2 separate regions of the Hordeum vulgare genome follow, and region 1 is linked to region 2. Evidence: chromatin contacts called from public Hi-C data. All regions are on one chromosome and are shown on one strand. Each heading gives the region's core, a stretch centred on a gene start, on an enhancer-like site or on the middle of the called end of the contact. The rest is flanking DNA. Distances are from core to core; before and after follow the strand shown.

Region 1 (4,580 bases), core at 272-2,771, 170 kb after region 2:
GTGAGGGGCGGGGCGATGACGCAGAGTGGAGAGGGAGGGAGTGAGGGGCGGCGGCGCAGAGCATGGAGAGGGAGAGAGTGAGAGAGAGGGGCGTGCGGGGGCGACGAAGACGATAAGTGCATGCCCACTTAGCAGCAGCGCGGGTCGAAAAAACACGGTACTACTATTCTTTTAGCAGCAACGTCGGTATCTGGGCGCGCTACTACTATTCTTTTAGCTGTAGCGCCGATATTTGGGCGCGCTACTACTATTCTTTTAGCTGTAGCGCCGGTATCTGGGGCACGCTACTACTAAATCTAGCCTGTCGAAAACGGTGGGGCAATATTAGTAGTAGCGTGTTTCTAGTAGACGCGCGCTACTGATATGTAGCAGTGGCACCCTGTTTTATCCAGCGTTGCTGTTAATGTTTTGTGTATAAGGTTTCCCTAGTAGTGTTCACCTGTCCGAGAAGGTGAGACAACAACGGTGGGCGCCAACGCTGATAGGAGGGACAACGGGGGCGGTGCTGGGGTTGGGGGAGGGGAGATTGACGGTGTGGGCTCGAGGCGACAACTAGTTTAGATGTAGAGAGAAGGAATTGGGAGATGAGGAAGGGTTGGTTTAGGGTTTGAGAGAGAGGGAGAGGAGGCGGCTAGGTTTTCCATCGCGAACATTCGAGCCTTGCATATACTTTCTGGTGAATTACGAAAATGACCCGATGAGGACTGAGATATTATAGAAAACTATTTTTAATCGACGATTCATAGCACACCGATGAAAATCCGATGACCGAGTCACATCAAACCCACGATCCAACCACCATGTTTGCGTTGCAAATCGGGTTCGACAACCTTGAGCTGCGGTGGCTACGAGGGCTTGGTTTTATCCGTCCCTTAGGCTGGTTGTAATGGGTAGTATCATATGCATGATACTAGTCTATGATAGCACATCCGTAATGCATAGTATCATATGTTAGTATCATAAGGCAGTTCATTTATTGTCATGCAAGACACATAGTAACACATCATTTAATATGATACGGTATCATGATATGATACTCAACCCTCTCTTTTTTCATTTAATTCTATGCCACCTCATCGAAATTGCCTAGTTGTCATGCATGATACTACCATTACGGGCAGCCTTAACTTTAGGGACCGCATAGATTTTTTTTTTACACAACCGGCATACTCCCTCCGTTCCTAAATACAAGTAGTTTTAGAGATTTCATTAAAGGACTACATACGGATGTATATAGACATATTTTAAAACGTAGATTCACTCATTTTGTTTCGTATGTAGACCACTAGTACAATCTCTAAAAAAAACCCTATATTTACGAACGGAGGGAGTAGAATCTTTGCTCACGCACAACCCGCACGGTCGCATCACCCACCACCATCGCTTGTTCCCTCCCCACAATGCGCAATTACGGACAAAGCGAGGGGGCCATCCGGAAATAGTCACACCTCGGAGGGGGCTCCTGGGGGTCTCCTGGGTTAAAACCCTCCCCTCCTCGACACCTGCCGTACCTCCTCCCCACCCCATTCCCCACTCTCTCCCCCCACACTCGCTGCGCGATCCCCTCCGCCCCCCACCATGGCGGTGAAGGGGAAGGGCAAGCAGATCGCTTCCGACGACCCGGGATCCTCCTCCGGCTCCAAGCGGCGCGGCGCCGGCCCCTCATCCTCCTCCGCCAAGCGCCGCCGCGGCGGCTCCGGCGTCCTCCAGTTCGTCGACGACGCCGCCGGCGTCGACGACGGGTACGAGGAGGAGGAGGAGGAGGAGGAAGAGGAGGAGGAGGAGGCGGAGGAGTTACAGGACGACCTCGACGACGGTACGGAACCACGGATCGATCGGTTTTCCCGAGGCGGCGGACATACCAGCGTTCGTTCGGTGGCATCGATTCGTTGGTTCGGTTGGGGGTTTAGGGTTCGGAACAACGCGGCCCCGGTCCTCTGTGTTGTGCTTCGATGTCTCCGTTAGGTGTATGTGTTGATTGGGTGTTTTTTGTTCGGCTTCGGTGGGATTTTGTTGGTTGGGTTTTTTCTTTCCCCACCCTTGAACAGTAGGAACCTTTTGATAGGCTGACATCTGTCTCAAATTTCCGCCTATTCCCCAAGGTTACACTTTAGATGTTGCAGAACCCGGGCCTGGGATCCCAGCGAATAGAAATCCAGAAGTTCTCGTTTTTTCGGTGTTAATAAATAATAATGATGCATGTACAGGTGCTTAGCAGGCATTGCATTTTTCTTTTGGGAATGGAAGGTTTCTAGCAGGTGATCTGGGGAGGTAAAACGATAATATGTTTATTGGCGAGGTAGGACTACAAAGTGGGGTTGGGATTTGTTGCTTCTCCTTTTGCTTGAAAACTGCCTGTTAAGAAAGCTCACTTGACAATATTAGTTTAATGGCGCACAAGTAAGTTGTGCTTCTAGGCGGCATTGACTTGCTGACCATTGCATTAGCCATCAGGGATAGGGCATGTCTTTTATTGTATTATATGTGTCGTTGATGGTTTGCACACTAGTTTGGATTTTACATGAACCACTACAATGGTTTTAAGTTACATCGGAAGTAGGTCTTAACCAAGTTGTTTTGTATGAAGTTTGTTGTGAGTTACTAAGTCAGACATGTTAGAGGTCATTGGAGTTTTCCTTTTACAATGATGACACACATTTAGGGGCACATATCAACATTCTGCAGGTTTGCAACTTTTTACAAGGACACGCGGGGCAACATTATTAAATTCATGTTTGTGCACTTGCCCTTGTTCATAAAAATATCAAATAACCTCGGACTGTATAAGGGTGACATTTTTTTTTTCGTTCATATATTTTCCAGTAACCAATGAGTGAATAATATTTATAGTTAGTTTCATCTGCTGGGTTTTGTTGTGCGTAGTGAGGACTATGTTTATAACTTTATAAGTTGTCACCTTATGGTCGATCAGGTATCAAGGTGTCTGGGGTTGCTGCCCTGCCTTTTTCGCTGTGGTAAAGCTAAAAAGGGGGAGTGGGAAAAATAAGATGGCAAGGGAAGAGAAAGGGATAGATGGTGGGAGGCGAGGGGAGAGGGTGGAAAAGAGGAGAGGAGGCAGGGGGCATGATGGAAGGGCCGGTGCAGCTAGGATTAGATACATAGGATCGAGGGAGAGTGTCTTTGGCGGCTCTGGCTAGGTCACTTTCCCCCTCGCCCTCCTCATCCATTTCCTAATTTTGCTTTGTTTCATCCACCCTATTGTTTCTTTCTACTCTGATGACTCCCTCTGGTAGGTCCAGTGTTTGAGCTATTATTTTTGGCGGACAGTGTTCTGGATGCTACAAAGGTGGCCAATGTGGCAAAACCTCTTCACAAATCATCCCCTATTTCTTATTCGTTTAAAAAAATAAGAGGGGTGATTGTAAGTAACTGGTTTTGATGTACATGGTCCATAGATCAGTTATAAAGTTAACCTTTTCTTTTGAACTATTACTAGGGAGTTGTAGGTTCTTGTCCTTTATAGGCTCCAACGATCAGTTTAACTTCATCATCTGAACACATGATTGTTTTAATTTTCAGGGCAATCATTGCTTGATTTTCTTTTGCAATTTCTGCTGATGTCATCCCACTGATGAACACTGCAGGTTTCTTTACTGCGGGGAGGACAAAAGGTGCAAGAATTGAAAGGTCACACGCTCTTCCATTTCTTGAACATGTAAAGGAAGAGGAGCTGAGCGGTGATGAACTTGAGCAATTTATCAATGATCGTTACTCTAATCGTGTGAGATATGCCGGTTATGGTGGCTCTGCTGAACGATATGATGATGATGATTCTACCATGGATGGTGTGAAAGATCCTATCATCTGGAGGGTTAAATGCATGGTTTGTGATTGCTAGATGTTTGACTTTAGTTTATGATGTTCTTCTAGCATTTAATAGCTAGACACTTATTTGTGTAGCTGCATTTCAGGTTGGGCGGGAGCGTCAAATGGCTTTCTGCTTCATGCAGAAGTTTCTTGATCTGCAAAAGTTTGGTACCAAAGTTCCAATTATCTCAGCATTCTCACTCGATCATGTGAGAGGATTTGTTTTTGTTGAAGCTGAGAAGGCTTGTGATGTTACTGAGGTATGTAATTTGATCCTTCCATTAAAGAATAAACATATCCATGCCCCCAAGAACAGTTTAAACAACATGAGATGATGTATATCCAGGATCCAGCTATGCATTACATTATGTGGTATCAGATAATATTGGGTAATACTTCATATCGGATTTGTTAAAGGTTTAAAATGTCTCGTTTTCTCTGTGCATTGCAATTCATTTTTCCTTCTACTTCTCACACACTTCAATTCAGTTTTCTCTTCCATATAAATTAATAAAATTGAAGTTCAGAATGGAGAAGACAAGCTTTTCATTAGATATTCAAAAACAGTTTTTTTCTTCAGAAGTCGATAAAGTTCTATTCCCCTCTAAGATTTATCTGTTTATGTACATAATTCTCAGTTGTAAAATGACCCACTGACCACATGGCCATCTCTTGCTACAGGCATGCAAAGGATTTTGCAATGTTTATGTAAACCGAACTAGTCCTGTCCCTGTAGCTGAAGTTCCGAGCTT
Region 2 (4,377 bases), core at 1,183-3,682:
CGTTGATATCATTTTTTTTAGAAAAAGAGGATGACCCCGGCCTCTGTATCTGGAAGATGCATGTTGTCATTATATCGTAGATATCATAAGGTAATGATAGAGTTAAGTGTTCCCCCTTCAGGAATAATGCAGTTTCATGTGTGAATACAACCGTTGTTCACTTATAAGATACTTTTACTTAACTGGTTCAGGATGTGAAATTTCCAAGTAGATTATTCAATTGATGTTATCACAAAAATCTGAGTGCTTTTGGCCAAAACCCTACACAAAGTATAAATAGAAAACTAAAATTCCAACCATACTAGAGCCCGCGTGAACCACAACAGCATTGGATATGCCCCGTGCCACTGTCAATGTACTCCCTCCGTTCCTAAATATAAGTCTTTTTAAAGATTTTATTAAATAACTACATACGAAGCAAAATGGATGAATTCATATTTTAAAGTATGTCTATATACATCCGTATGTAGTCTTCTAGTGAAACATCTTAAAAGACTTATATTTAGGAACGGAGGAAGTACATAACAAGAAACGAACCAGCATCCACACATTATACTGAATTACGGATAAGAGAAGAATGCACAATATCGCCAACTCCGCAACAAGATGCTCCAATATTAGTTCGATCGCTGAAATCCAAGAGATTGATCACCAAAGATTGCAACATCGACCTTCCCCCAAAGAAGGTACCTACTATACTTGACCTTCCTGTAATTCTATCCATCTACCATTTATATTCAAGCTAAACTCCATGTCATTTTCTACAACTACAGAACAAAAACAGAAATGGGTAAAGTCCCCATCCTAAGTGTCTGAATTTTCACAGTAAAAACGAGAATGTTCCAGTACTCCGTGAAAATGCATATCGCCGCACCGGACTGAAGTTCTCTCCGTGTTCTCCTATAGTCGATGCCTGGTCACATCCATGCTAAACGATACCGTCTGGCACTGAAAACACAGAAGAAGAAAAATGTAACTAAAATCGCTTCGCAAGTTTCAGTTATACGCACTGAAGAACAAAATGTTCAGAATGAACAGAGGTTCAGAAAAAATGTTCAGAAGCTGAACAAGAGCAGGGAATCAGAGAACAAAAGGAGCAGAGAGAACCCATTGTTTACCTGCAGGAGAGGACGCCGGGACCAGGACGAACTCCATCTGGCTGTTGCCGGGAGGGAGGTCCAGGACGACGGGGAAGAGACCCGGGCCGGTCCTGCGGCAGACAACGAAGTCCTGGCGCCGGGTCTCCTCCGCCAGCCTGCGGTGCAGCGCCGCGAGGCTCTGCTCCTTGAACGAGAAGTACTTCCATGTCCCCTCGTCGAACTCGTCCACGCCGCCGTCGTCCCTGGCGGTGTTGTAGAAGATCAGCCGCGGCGCCGGCATCGACAGGGGCTCCTCCTCGACCGCCCCAAGTGAACTAGACATGTCCTGCGCAATCACGAGCAAAATCCACGAATCAAAGAAAGTGTCTTCTTCCCCCGAGAAGAATTCGGGACGAAGCGTTCAAGAAAGTAGGAATAACAGGCACAATTCGGCTTGCAAATACGCATGAATCGACCATGTCAACCCAAGAAGGTGCTTCTTTCTCGAAGGAATCAACAAATTTGTTTCGGATTGCGCAAGAACCGGAGAAAGGAAGCAAGCAATAAGATAGGATCGATCGGGCTTCTGTTCGAGTACCTTGGCGGAGCGCAGCCTGGCGAGGACGCTGGACGCCGTGTCGGACTCCGACGTGATCGCCTCCAAGCGGGCGTCGCAGGACTGGGCGCGGCAGGCCCGCGGCGAGGGCAGCAGCAGCAGCGCCGCCTCCGCGGCCGGGACGACCTCGACCACCCAGGAGCTCCCCTCCGGGTCGGCGTCCAGGTCGACGGTGACGGCGTTGTCCTGCGCCGTGTGCCCGAACCTGGCGCGGAGGAGGCGGCCGTAGGGACCGGACAGCGCGAGGTGCTCGCCCTCGCGCAGCGGGGACCAGAGGAAGGCGTTGTCGTTGGGGCAGGACGGCGAGCCCTGGACGACCCTGCAGCAGGCCCGGGTGCCGCGGCCGCGGCCGAGTATGTCGGCGGGGATCTCGGTGGCGCCCAGGTAGAGGCCCCGCTGGCCCTGGAGGCGCACGTAGTCGTCGCCGGCGAGCTCCACGGCCCAGACCGTGCCGCGGGAGTTGCGGCGGTAGCCGTGGGAGACGGCCTCGCCGTCGAGCGCGCAGAGGTACGTGCCCAGGTGGCTCCTGAGCCGCACGCACCAGGCGTCCTTGAAGAGCTCCATCGCTGAGGGGGGATCGGGAATCAAGAACGGGGCGGCGTTTCTTGGTTTGGGCTTCGGGGGCGAAGGGGGAAGAAGGTTCGTTTGGGCGGGAGGCAGAGTTTCGGTTGTCAGTTTCCATCGAGCGCAGCAACGGCCGTTGCTTTATGCCGACCGCTCGTTGGTGGGCTTCACCGAAGTTTTCGATCGACGAAGAGTCAGAAAAAAGAAAACAAACTGGGCACCGCTATGCGCCGGCGGTGCGAGCGCTCCTGCCGGTCGGACGATAGCCATCTGACTGCGATAGCTGTGGCATGTCGTCCTCGCTCTGCACCGGCGCATAGTCTCGCGTGCCTCCGACCTCCTGCCGCGCGAGCACCCCATCCCTCTCTCCCTGTTGTCGTCGCTCGTCGCTGTTGATGCTCGTGCATGCACACGCTTGTCCTCCGGAACTCCGGTTTGAAGCTCTTTTTCATTTTGGTTGAAACTTTTTCCATGACGCTTGAAGCTTTTTTCACAACGGTTGAAGCTTTGTCATGTCGCTTGAAGCTTTTTGCTGGTTGTATAAAAAATGATAGGCTTTTCTTGTTGATCTATGGTTGAAGCTTTTCAAACATATGGTTGAAGCTTTTGTGTCAACAATTACAACTTTTTGTATTTCGCTCGTCGGTTGAAGCTCTTTATATCGTCGGTTGAAGCTTTTCCTAGACGGCTGAAACTTTTTTCATCACCGGTTGCAGCATTCGCAGTTTGCATGGTGGGTGGCCCTTGATTCCCCTCATCTCTGATTGAAGCTTTCGACAATGTCGGTTGTAGCATTTTTGATCGTCGGTTTGAAGCTTTTTTCGTCGCCAGTTGCAGCATCGTCGTCTTTGTCATAGCTTTTCGTCTTCAACACCGGTGGCATCCGATGCGACTCCATGATGACCGACGGGATGAGATCCAACATGGGAGGCACGCCAGCTTGAAGGAACATCACGGATCTGCGACGGAGACAGGGATCGGCAATGTCGACAACAGCAGCGCAGGGACGCGCGCGGGGAAAGTACGCGAGAGGGCGACAGCGACCTGCGCAAAAGGGTATCGCAGTTCAGCCGACACGCCGTGTATAAACGTTTCCCAAATAAATTTGTGTTTTGCGTTCAGCACGCTGGATTAAAGCTATGAACTTATTTGGTTATATGCATCAACTTCCACTAGACCCGATGAATGCAGTTTTATTTGTTTGTTCCCTGTTTTGTTCTATGCAAACACGGCTGGATCAGCTGTCAGCCTGTCACGATGCTTAAAAGCACCTCTCGGCGAGAGCTCTTGTTCGACGCCTTGAAGGTCCGAACAGGTTCCTTACGCCCCCGCTCATGGGCCGGCTAGCCTTTTTGATTCATAGGATTGTTAAAATGCAGGAATAAAAAAAACGTAGGAATAAAGTGGCATGTCCTTTTCTACATTATAGGATTTAAAAGTGTGTTTGATAACACAGGAAAAACAAAGAAATTCTACAAAGAGGTTTGAGTGGATGGAAATTTTTCTTCAAAATGTAGTACAAACGAATCCTATGAAAAAATTCCAAAGGATTTCAATCCTACGAATCAAACGACTATCGTAGGAAAAAATCCTAAGGATCCAAATCCTCCAAAAATCCAATGAAATTCCTTTGTATCAAAAGAGCCCTAAGAAGGAAAGCGCTCCCTAATTGCTCGAACGCAGTTTACCAATTGATCGGCAGGATCCAAAATAAACTCCCACGTCTCCCTCCCTCCCAACCCTAGCCGCCTCCCCCTCCCCCTCCCTTCCTCGTCGTCGCCTGAGGCACCCGTCGGGCAAGCCCGGGGCGCCAAGGATGGTGGCAGCGGGGCCTAGGCTGCCCTGCATCTGAATGCGGAGACCCGGATCTGGAGCGACGGCTCCATTGACGGGGCACGACAGGCTAGCAGCCATGCGGGAGGTGGATCCGGCGTCTCGGCCGCGCGGGCGGCGAGATCCGGTGGTCGTTGGCGTCCTGCGGCGGCTTTTGCGATGGCCAGTGCGCGCGATCTGGCGCCTCTCCCCTCCTCCCCTGTTCGGCGTGCGGGGCAGCCTGGTCGGGCCGCGCTTTCTTGGATTGCCGGTTTTGTACAGGAGGTGCTGCTGGTGGTGGGGACC

What was found. A called contact is a pair of places that touch in the nucleus more often than the background predicts.
Region 1: a contact with region 2 is called in a Hi-C map of seedling, with 3 times the contacts expected there. The contact joins the promoter of LOC123446721 here to the enhancer-like site in region 2. A contact is called at or near these places in 3 of 6 Hi-C or Micro-C datasets (leaf and seedling) and 1 of 1 datasets of contacts at active chromatin or transcription factors (embryo).

Annotation. Positions count from the first base shown.
Region 1 is chr1H:474,542,632-474,547,211 of MorexV3_pseudomolecules_assembly, forward strand. It overlaps LOC123446721 (protein RNA-directed DNA methylation 3), which reads left to right and starts at 1,522. Exons shown (of 23, transcript XM_045123279.1): 1 at 1,522-1,816; 2 at 3,606-3,844; 3 at 3,933-4,088; 4 at 4,510-4,580. The coding sequence starts at 1,579.
Region 2 is chr1H:474,374,364-474,378,740 of MorexV3_pseudomolecules_assembly, forward strand. No RefSeq gene overlaps it. Among protein-coding and RNA genes, the nearest start is that of LOC123415836, 32 kb to the left of the region's middle. Within about 2 kb of position 2,433, at least 2 of the 3 cell types and tissues checked have open chromatin away from gene starts, as enhancers often do. A contact at or near this core is called in leaf and seedling, where this site is marked.